Linked DNA regions of Gossypium hirsutum: region 2 is linked to region 1. Evidence: chromatin contacts called from public Hi-C data. All regions are on one chromosome and are shown on one strand. The core of a region is the stretch at or near the end of the contact, and the rest is flanking DNA. Distances in the headings are between cores, read along the strand shown. Region 1 holds the start of LOC107943927 (cytochrome c oxidase subunit 6b-1). Region 2 holds the start of LOC107960623.

Region 1 (5,990 bases), core at 1,160-3,659:
GGAAGAAAATACGCACCCATTCTCCCGGACATAGGGCACGATAGTACTTGGCAAATTTATCACACTCTGAAGCATCTTCTCCTTTTGCAGCTACACAACTACGTAAGACGAAAAGATTTTTTTTTTTAAAATGTCAAGAGCCATTGCTGGAAGAAACAAACCATATTATGTTCATAAGATACAATATAATTCATAAACAAAGTTTAACTCACCGATGGTACTCAATATATCGAGTGAAGCAATGCCTTGTTTGGTTTGTAGTTGGGAAGCGAAAATCTGCAGGAGCAGTCTCAAGCTGAATGCCGAGCATGCACCATAGTATGTAAGTGAAGCAATCTAACAGGCAACATTGATTAAGCTCTTAATGAACGGTTGAGAACGCTACCTTTATCTCCGGTGTTTCTTCAGCATCACCTGAGCTCTCTTCGGTACGTTCATTACTTTCTTCCACAGCAACTTGAGCATCTTCAACACTGTTCTCAGCAACAGGATTGGCTTCGGTGTTTTCTTCAGCAACAGCAGGAGGAACCTCAGTACTTTCCACAAGAGGAGCAGGAGTCTCGACTTCCTCGGTCACCACTTCCTTGGAAGAAGTATTAGCTGAATTTTCGACCTCTTCTGCATCAGCTGCTTTTGTAGCCACATCTGATTTCTCCGCTTTTTCCTTCAGTGAATATTGCTGCATGTCCAAAGATTCAAAAAAAAACATACTCTGGTCAAATAACCTCTTTTGCTCTGATTTTTATTTTTCTTGAAGTACCCGAATCTGACACTCATGTTCACCACATCGAAATGGGGATATGACCTCCAGGATTCTCCAAATACATAGAAAAAACTTAAAAAAGAAAACAAAAACTCACCATACCGTTTCAAGCACAAATACATATCAAATACTAACACCCAAAATCCAGTAACATAGCAAATAACTATGAATTACAAAGCTTAGTATCAGCCCAAATACACAAAGCATTTTACAAGCGCGAGAAGTAGGGATTTCATTGATGTTATCAGCTCCAAAATTTAGCAACCAAGTTTGCATCTTAGCTAATTTTAAGCAAGAATGGGATATCCAAGAAGAAGTAAAAACAAGCTTGAAAGAAGATAAAGAAAACCCAATTTATCATTCTAGAGTATAGATGAACATTATTGTTCACACAAAATAATCATGAGTAGATTTGCTTTTAGTTCAAGAAGTGCAATGTAGATGCAATACTAATATCTGAGTTGGCATTTCGACTACAATACCAGTGAAACGTTACCTTCCCTTACTCAAAACCTTCTGATTTAAGCCGCAAACTTCAACTCAAAAATTTCATCTGATCATGCCTTAGTATTAGTTTCTTTTATTAAGCACCAGAAGTCCACAACTAGTGATAAACACAATGAACGTTTGCTTGAAATGTTACATTTCTTTGACATTCAGTTACAAATGAACCCTTTGACAAGAAAAAATATCATGCACATAAAACTCAAATCGGCAGAATCACAAGGGAGATCATAGAGCAACTTCAACGGACCAATACAGAAAGAAAAAAGAGTTGCAATGAATTTCGAAACAAAAATGTTCATATGATATTGAAAAAAATAGGACTTCATTGTAGTCGATAACAAGCATCGGCAATCAAAATGTAATCACAACAGCAATCTCGAAACTTCAAATAGCCGACATGATCTAGTCACTAAATAATTCTAATTTCAGAAATGATATCTATTATTACTTGATCCGATCCGCTCATTTCGATCTGCTGATTTCAATCCCATCTAAACTAACTTCTAAAAAACCAAAATTAAATATCCAAAACAGTCCAAAAATTGAAAGAAAAATAAAATGAACAAAAAAGGCCAAAGCAACGGAGATCGTATTCCTACAAGGACTGAAACAACCTACGATTATTGCTTCGGAAGAAATGAATTTGGAAATTGAAGCAGCGAGAGTAAAATTGCACCTCAAAGATCATTCCGATCCAATTTAAAGTAACTTCTAAAAAACCGAAATTGAACATCTAAAACAGTTTAAAAAACAAAAAAAAATAAAAGAAGAAGAAGAAATAGCAAAGGCCAAAAGAGTAATAATTGCACCTCAGATAGGGAAGGCGGAGTTTCTGTTTGAGCTTCCGCCATTGCTGGAAGAGGAGGCGATCAGCTGATGGTGACCGGCGACTGGCGAGTTATAGAAGGCGGCTAATCAAGGATAAAACGGCTTGAGACAGAAATATGTTGGTTAGGGTTTAGGTCAGAATTTTTGAGGAGTCGTAAGCGAAAAGATATTGACTTCACGCAACTTGCGCCACGTGTTACATTCTTTGCAGAGCTGCCGGTATACAATTTTAGAAGCTGCGCGGCACTCGCTAGGCCTGCCTTTTCCTTGGCTTTTTGGACTGACTGGGAGGTCGCCTGCTCGACAACTTTGGGGGTGCCGAGTAGGCTACTAGTTATGGGCCTTTTATCTTTGGCCCATTCTTTTTGTAAGCAGTTTTGTTTGTTATGCATATGGTATAATTGGTAAAAATAATATTTGTTCAGAGTTAATAATAAATTAATTTTTAGCTACTTACATAATTTATTTTTGAAAAAGAGAAGAAATATTTTTATTTTTTTAAAGATGACTTATTTTTTACTAGATTCTTTTACTTATCTTTCTAATTTTTAGTTTAAATTTTTATTAATTACTTTTTATTTTATGTTTAATTATTATAATATATATGTAATAAATAAATTTTGTCATCATATTATTATACTAATAATCAAATGAGGCGTGACAATATTCTTACTCAAACGGTGGTTGTATAGCTAGAAAAGTTAATATTGTTTTATGTATTAAGCACTTTTAACCATGTTACATCAAAGAAATTACGTATTTAAATTTTTTGGGGTACATTATAAATTAGAGAAAGAATTAGCTTGCCAAAGTATTTTCTGAATTTTAAGATACCAACATAGAGTAAGTTTCAACCCATTGCTTCTCTAAGTTTGATACTTACATATATAAGTTTTTGTACCGAAGAAGAAACAATGAACAGGCATCGGCCTGCAACAATGGAGTGATGCTCTCCGGAGGAAGATCAAGTTGGCAAAAGTTCTCATCAAGACCCTGCACTAAGTTTGCCAAATGGTCGGCACACCAGTTTCCCTCTCTAAGAGTATGACGCACTTCGATTACTCAGCCTTCGATAATAACAGCCAAGCAATCACGAACAAGGGTACTCAAAGGATGAATATTATCAAACGGGTGGTTCAGAAAACAAACAGCTAGCATAACATCAAATTCCATAATCAGTTTCGGAACGCCCAACCGTCTTGCCAAATGAAGTCCTTTCCTCACGCCACAAAGCTCCGCTTGGAGACTATCCGTGTAGCCGATTTTCAGCATGAAACCCCATACGTAATATCACGAATCAAATCAAACCACCTGCAAAGGCTAACTTAGTGCTCACTGCTACTCTTTACAGCACCGTCGATATTTAAGATAAAACAACCATTTGGAGGACGCCGCCAATGAACCCATGTTGGTCCACGATGGATTTTAGCCACAAATAAGTGATTCCCTGTGCAAATATCCTGCGCAAACTTCCTTGCATAAGCGAGAATTTACACTGGGGAAGGATCCTCTCCTTTGAACACTGAGCTCTTTCGACCCTTCCACAGACCCCATAAAACCATGGTAAATAGAATACCCCAAGGGACTGAATAAACTGAAGAAAAGTTCCTTGTAAATTTATACTCCAACCAGTGGGTAAACGACATAAAAAAAAGTCTGATTGAAAGCATACGATAAGACCCTTATTTCCGACCTGACTTAGTGGGTCATACGACAACTGCGCAAAATATGCTTGATAGACTCCAAGAATAGCGGCAACTTGCACAAGCTTCATCATTCGTTAAATTTTTTTCTCTCTCTTTTATCTAATTAATATTTAAATGATTCAAAATCATCACCCACATTGTTAGCATGATTCTCATCATGGGCCTAAACCCGTCTTAGATTTGGGTCTGGGTCCTAAAGAATTCACAGACTAGCAGGCTTGACCCAAGAGGTAGATTCGCAGGGTGAGTTTGCAAGATGGCGAGCCAAACTTGACCCCTGTAGTGTGAGGTCCCATACTACGAGATTGCATGGGCTTGGAACCATGTAACATGTGGTTAGTTTAGGGTTAAATACATGTTTATGTGTATGGAGCTTATTTAACAATATCACATTATATAAATAGGTAAATTACGCCATCTAAAGGACACAACAAAAATTACTCAACACACATAAAAAAAATTTAATTCTTTCCAAACATTATAAATGACATATCCAATCAAACTTCTGAGATGGCTGAGAATCAAAATCTGCCTTTGCGAGTATTACATAAACCGATCCACGGAATATTTCTCATTACTTCCGAAACCCCAATGGCACAAATCTTGGATTTCAAGACATCCGACATAAGGACAAGGGATAGCCTTAATCGCGCATTTAGTATAATCCAATAAGATATTGGAGATCGACTCACAGGAGAAAAAAAATCTGAAATTTTGGAATCCTTAATAGTTGTTAAATTACAAATTAAAATTTCCATCACCTTGTAATTTTATATTTCAAAATAATATCAAGATGTTAAAATATAGAAGTAACCTCGAGGTTAAATATAAATATATTTAAGAATCTATATTATTTTTACATTTAGAACATATATCCTCTACTTGTACTCTTAAAAATTTAGTTTTATTTTTCAAATTTAAAATTACAAATTCAATTGTTAATACAATTAAAACTCTTTTATTAAATTTAAGTTTATTACAACATTACTTTTTGATTACATGATTATTAAATGTGTTTTTTTCTTAAATATCATACCGATAAATTTTAAAAAAAAATAATAGATTAATAATTGAACCTATATTTTTTATTAAAATTATTTTAAATATATAATTAAATTTTAAATATATAAAGAATATAAAGATTTGAAGTATAAATTATGGTTAAATGGTTAAATTTGATGCTCGAAATATCGGACCAACGAAAAGTTAGATCGAGGAAATGATCAGACAAGCTGTACAGATTTAAGTGTGTGACGTTAAATTTGCTCAGGTAACTTAACACAAAACAATTAATTTTCAATTACAGAAATTAAGCAAAAAATAAATAACACATAAAAACAGAGACAATAATTGCCTAAAATATTTGATAGCAAAGAGATAACAAAAGTTTAATTTTGATTTAAAAACCCTAAATTGGTAAATTGTAATAGAAAAGAAAGCGCAGCAGAGTCTCACTTCTTGTCGCTACTGCTTTGGCTGCTTCTCCTCTTCCTCCTGCTTCGCTGCTTCTTTAATCTCATCAGCTCCATCATCCTAATTAATAATATTATCACAATTTAATTCAAATGTTGAAAAAAAAGAAGCAAGAAATAAAAGGGGGAAAAGAGTTAATTTAAAATTAAAATGTGAAATTAAATTTACCTGCAAGTCGGAGGTCCAGAGAGTGAGATTGTCACGGAGGAGTTGCATGATAAGGGTGCTGTCTTTGTATGATTCCTCGCCTAGAGTATCCAATTCTGCTATTGCTTCATCAAATGCCTACTCAATGAACAAGCCGACACGTCAATCGACTGTATTTATGAACAAATTACTTTTTATTAAAGAAAAAATAATTGACCTACCTGTTTGGCGAGGTTGCAAGCACGATCGGGAGAATTGAGAATCTCGTAGTAGAAAACAGAAAAATTGAGTGCCAATCCGAGTCGAATAGGGTGAGTTGGCGGTAACTCGGCGGTGGCAATGTCCTGAGAATCGGAAAAATAAAATTAACGGGGAAAAAAAACAGGTCTCGAAGAAAATGAGGGGAAATTTACTTGAGCAGATTTGTAGGCAGAAAGAGTACTCTCAGCAGCTTCCTTGCGTTCGGCTCCAGCCTTGAACTCAGCCAAATACCTATGATAATCTCCCTTCATCTTAAGATAGAAGACCTTGGACTCTGCAGCGGAAGCCGCAGGGATAAGCCTTTT
Region 2 (5,990 bases), core at 1,415-3,914, 130 kb after region 1:
TTGATAATGACATTCATATAATGACAGATACAAACAATGGCATATATACACAATAAAGATCAGTTTGATAATGGCATTCATACAATGGCAGATACAAACAATAAACATCAAAATCAAAATCGAAATAACCCTAAACAATGGCAGACACAATACACTACACATTATATGTCATAATCTTTAAAAACCAAACCTTAATCTGTTATGCACATTAATAACAAATAAAATCAAAATCGAAATAACCCTAAATCAAAATCTAAATCGAAATCAAAATCAAATTCTAATCCTAAATTGAGATCAAAATCGAAATTGAAATCAAAATCTAAATCAGAATCAGTGAGTGTTTCAAAATTGTAATCAAAATCGAAATAGAAATCGAAATCAAAATCAAAATTAAATTTGAAATCGAAATATCCCTAATTAACCCTAAATCGAAATAACAGCATTGAAATCCAAAAAATTTAAAACTAAATGCAAGAACTTACCCGTTAAAATGGATGTAACAACACTAGTAGCTTCCCTTCTATTGCCTATTGTCTCTGACAATCAAAAACTTCTGGTTCGTCTTCTTTTCTCCCTAAACAAAATAAACCACCCTAAACCCTAAAACTTATACCCTGTTAATCGATTATTGAACTCATTTTTAACCCTAAAACTTTTTAATCGATTCCCAATTCAGTTTAAAGCCTAAAAAACCCTAAATCACGATCGAAATTTCCCAAATCGATTTTCCTTTCCCCCTCAATCCCCTTAAAGCTAATCTGTTTCTAACCCTAAAACATTAACCCATTAACCCTTCAATTTTTTTTCCCTAAACCCGTCCCAAACCCATCAGCCGTCGCCAATGTGGCAAGTTAACTTGCCACATTAGCGGTTAACTTGTCACGTCAACAATCCCGTTAATACCCTAACGGTAGCTGTTAGTTAGTGACTGTTTTGTCACTTTTTTATAACGTTAGTGATCGTTTTGTTACTTTTTGAAAGTTAAGTGACTGAAATGAAATCTAGGTGACTGTTTTGTCATTTACCCCAAAGTTTGGTGACTGTTGGTGTAATTTACCCTAATATTATTTAGAAAACATAATAATTAACAAATCAACTTTTCATAAAATAATAATAATTGATATTAAAATGAATATAATATTATTTAGAAATTATATTATATATTTATTTAAATCAATTTAATAGTACTTGCAAAATAAATAGTTTTATATTTTTAAGCAATAAAAATTTTAAAATTTGAACAATATTAAAAAGTAAAAAAAATAATCTAAAAAATTTTATAACATTATTTTTTATATATTTTTAAAGAATATTTTTAATGTTGCGAAATATTTGTTTTTAGAAAAATTTAATAACATCGATCTTTAAACTTTTAATATATATATTTTAAATTTTCTTAATTTTAACCAAATAATTAACTTTTGAAATATTCACTAAAGCATAATTTATAATTATTTATAAAAAAATTGTTCATAATTAAAATATGTTTCTGATTATTGGAATATTTTATTAAAGTATAAATGTTGAAATCTTAAATATAAACTTTTCTCTAAATCTACTATCATCATTCACTTAATATGTTATTCTTACCGTATAAATACAAATATAAATTATTGCTATCATATGTATTGAGAGTGAGTATTTACTTTGGAGTGTCTTACTCCCTCAATAAAAGGTATTGTTTTTATAAGAGCTTTTATCTTCCGTATTTTGAGGAGAACTCAGAGAGGTTTATTAAGTTTAAAAAGTATCTTGATTGGTGAAGATATGATTTATAAATTCAAGGAACAAAATGTTAATGTTATACAAAACATTAATTATACATATTACACTCATGGAGGTTCGAACCACTAACCAAGGCATGCATCCATACCTTAATTAAAGCTGGATTAATGCTCTAAGATCCAAGTTTCAAGTCCTCTCTATTACGTTCCTTCTCCAATTTGTAAAAATTGTAGTAGTTTAACACATACAATTAGGGGGTAAGCGTTCAATTGAATTGAGTCAAATTAAGTGAAAAAATTTCGAGTTGACGAGTCCTATTTTATCATCCTAACTCGATTTGAATTTTTTTTCGAATCGAGTGAAATTGTTTGAGTTAAATTTAAAAATTAAATATGTCAAACTAAAATCTTGTTACAGTATAACTAATTTCATGTTATAACACATAAAATTAAAACAATATATATTTGAAAACTTTTTCAAAGAAAAATAAAAAAAAATACTTTAGTATGATAAACTTGAATCATTAATTAACTTATTTAGATCCCAAAATTATTATTCTAGAAATTTTTAATTTTTTAAAATTTTTATGTATTTCTTAGAATTTTTTTATAGTTTTTTAAAATTATAAAATTTTAAATTACAAAAATTATTTTGAATTATTTTGTAATTTTTGTTGAGAGAGACCAATTTTTTCATTTTCAAACTTCACAAGGACCAAAAGGGTATTTATACCAATCTGTTATTCGAATTATTCGAGTTTTTCGAATTATAAAATTTAATTCAATTCAAACTCAAAACTCGAACTACTTATTTAAATTGACTCGAATAATTCAATTTATTTAACTCAAATCGAGTTTTACTATATTACTTGCGTGATTTGCCAGGAAAATATGAACCAAATTATTCTCAATAGAAAATACATTAGGGAAAACTAAAAGGATGGTGAGGGACAATATGTCGAGTTCTCTCTGTGAAAACGATGGTCTTGGAAAACCCATTGGGGAAGAGTTGATCCCTAAGAAGGTTAGGTTCAGAGAAAAGGTGGAAGAACCGAGTAATGATATGATGATCGAGCTGTCCTCAGATCAACCTACTTCATGGAGAGACATGCTTGTCAGTCAATCCTCAAAGAATGGTTCTAATGGTTTGGATGAAAAGGAAGCTTTTGATATTTTGGAAGGAGACATTCAGAGGACTGTTGTGAATGGAGTGCCTTCTATCACTTTCTCAGAACGGATTTACCAAATCTTTATCCAAGGTATGGATAATACTGTGATTGTAAAACTTCTAGGCCGTAACATTGGTTTTTCAGTTTTACAGAATAAATTTTACATAATGTGGAGACCATCAGCACCTATTCATATGATGGACATTGAAAATGGCTATTTTCTAGTCAAATTCCAAAATAAGATGGATTGTGATAAGGTTCTCTCCGAAGGACTGTGGACTATTTTTGGTCAGTATTTGACCGTTCAGCCTTGGACAATGGCTTTTGATCCTACACAAGCTTTCCCAAGTGTTGTAATGGCATGGATTAGATTCCTTGCGTTACCTAGCTATTTATACAACCGCAAAATAATCACAGAAATTAGAGAACTTGTGGGTAAGGTGGTTAAATTAGATATGAATACTGACAATAGAACGCAGGGACGATTTGCTAGAATGGCGGTTTATGTCAACCTGGAAGAGCCACTAGTGTCCCAAATCTTGATTAATGGGCGAATTCAAAAGGTAGAATATGAATCTCTTTCTACTATTTGTTTTCATTGTGGAAGGTATGGGCATGTGGAAAACATTTGTAGAGATGAACGCTAACTCATCTATGTCGATACCAGAGAACCAAAAAATGACCGTTGAAGAAGCGGAGAAGAAAGAAGCAAATTCCAGACCTTGGATGATATTAGAAAGGAAATCAAGGCGTAAATCAATGGAGAATATGTAAAAATTAACTGCAAATTATGAGAAAGAAAAGGTAGGTTCCAGATTCAATGGCCTTAAGAATAGGGATTCAAATCAATAATATTAAGCCAGAGATGTAGAAGATATTAGGCGTACTAAAGGGAAAGATTGCAGGGGAGATTTGGGAATCTAGAATAACGGACAGCCCGATTTTAATAAGATGATAAATAAAGGAAAATTCAAAGAGGTAGGCTCAAACATGCTTCTAGGACCAGTTTTCAAATATGGGAATGGACCTCAATTGGACCCTAGCTTGATCCAAAAGAACACTAATAACATTGTGCAGATTAATGAAAAGGTTACCACAGCTTTGGGCTTAGAAGATGCTGTGCCCAAACAAGCCTGGAATTTGATGGACTGTAATGCCCAGATCGAAGGGATGCAACAGAGCCCTGGTGCTCCTAGTAGCTGTAGCCGAGCCTCAGTGGCGGAGAATATGCCAAAGCAAACTATCGATGGGGCGACACTGCATGTCGAAGGAGAGCCTTCAACGCACCGGGTAAACCTGATTTTAAAGGGGGTTGACAGAGGCGAAGTAATTTTGGACGTTGGCAGCCTTGATTCCGGCAAGCATTCGGCAGTGGTTTTCTTTGAAAACAAAGAAGTCCAGCCTTCAAACGGCTCTTTGGTTCCAGTGAGGTTCTCTGGATTGGGCAAACGGAATAAACTTAATGGCAAAATCAGTAAACAAAATAAAATCTTTCATGGCAGCAATGCGCGATTCAAGAATACTGGCTCTCAACGAATTTCGTTAAAAAAATCCATGGAACTTTTAGTCAATAACATTTCGGGTGATTTTGATTGCTGAGAATTTTGTCAAAAATGATGCGCAGATAGAGGGGTTGAATACCCCTAGTCAGTAAAGCTTTTATGTTTGGTTTCTGGCCTTTTTGCTTTTTATTTATTTGGGTTTTGTTACTTTTCTTTTGATTAGTTTCTTGTTTCTTTTTATTTATTTATATTTCTATGGAACCGTCCTTAAAAATCTTCTCGTGGAATTGTCAAGGTTGTGCTAGCAGGAATTTTATTCGGGCATTTCGAGAATACAATTCAGAACATAGTCCGGACATAGTTTGTTTGGTTGAACGGAGAGTAAGCGGTAAAAAAGCTAACTTTATTATTGGTCAACTGAGCTTTAATTCTTCTCATCGGGTTGAAGCTGCTGGATTTTCAGGTGGTATTTGGGTGGGATGGAAAGATTCTACTCGAATTCAAATTATTAGTAGCCACCCTCAATTTATTCTTATTCATGTTGATAATTTTATTTTAAATAAGCCTTGTCTTATCTCTTTTGTCTATGGTAGCCCTGATAGGTCGAAACAAAAGCATCTTTGGGAAGGGTTAAAAGCTGTCTCCTCTGTCCAGTCCACTCATTGGCTTATTATGGGAGACTTCAACACCATTTTATCTCCTTCGGATAAGTGTAGTCCCTTTTCAATAGGTAAACGTTGTAAATTATTAGGTAACTTCGTTGATTCTTGTGCCTTGCAGGATTTAAGGTTTAATGGACCCTCCTACACTTGGCAACGAGGTGGTACCTTTGTAAGATTAGACCGAGCTCTAGCAAATGATGAATGGATGCTAACGTTCCCGCAGTCCTTAGTCCAATATCTTACCCGTATCAAGTCTGATCATCGGCCTCTCTTACTGATCACTAAGCCGGACTTTGGCATGACTAAAGGACGACCCTTCAGATTTTTAGCAGGATGGACGCATCACAACTCCTTTCCCAATTTTGTTAAAGAAAAGTGAAATTTTACCGGTAATATGGTCGATTTTTTAAATAATTTCACTTCTTCTGTTAAAATATGGAATAGGGATGTGTATGGTTTTTTGGGTGTACACAAGCGTCTCCTTATGCGGTCACTAAATAATATTCAAAAGGCCATTGAGTATTTCCCCTCTAGTCAGTTAGCTCAGAAAGAATTGGAAGTTCAGGATGAGTTGGAAAATGTCGTTGACCATGAAGACTTACTCTGGAGACAAAAAGCTTGATGTGACTGGCTTCATTTAGGAGATAGAAATACGAAATTTTATCATAGCCGTACGATCAAGAGAAAGAAATTCAGCCGTATTTCTTCTTTACGTATTGATGATGGGGAATGGTGCTCTGATCAGTACATCTTTTGGACTAAGGCGGTGGAATTCTTTAAAGGACTTTATAGTGAGACTCCCCTAACTTAAGAGGTAGTCTTAGTTTTGGTTTTCCTAGAATTATTCCTTCGGAGGTCTCATTTTTGGAAGCTGAAGTTACCAACGAGGAAATCAAAAGGGTGTTATTTGATATGGCGCCTCTGAAAGTGCCT

Evidence for each region. A called contact is a pair of places that touch in the nucleus more often than the background predicts.
Region 2: a Hi-C map of leaf shows a contact between it and region 1, with 3 times the contacts expected there. The contact joins the promoter of LOC107960623 here to the promoter of LOC107943927 in region 1. A contact is called at or near these places in 2 of 34 Hi-C or Micro-C datasets (both in leaf).

What each region holds. Positions count from the first base shown.
Region 1 is chrA05:30,243,479-30,249,468 of Gossypium_hirsutum_v2.1, forward strand. It overlaps LOC107943927 (cytochrome c oxidase subunit 6b-1), which reads right to left and starts at 2,410. Exons shown (of 5, transcript XM_016877741.2): 1 at 2,080-2,410; 2 at 386-679; 3 at 213-295; 4 at 17-98. The coding sequence starts at 2,121. LOC107943924 (14-3-3-like protein) reads right to left here. Exons shown (of 4, transcript XM_016877738.2): 1 at 5,838-5,990; 2 at 5,646-5,768; 3 at 5,446-5,562; 4 at 5,056-5,337. The coding sequence ends at 5,269.
Region 2 is chrA05:30,377,425-30,383,414 of Gossypium_hirsutum_v2.1, forward strand. LOC107960623 reads left to right here and starts at 2,665. Exons shown (of 1, transcript XM_016896939.1): 1 at 2,665-3,540. The coding sequence starts at 2,665. The coding sequence ends at 3,540.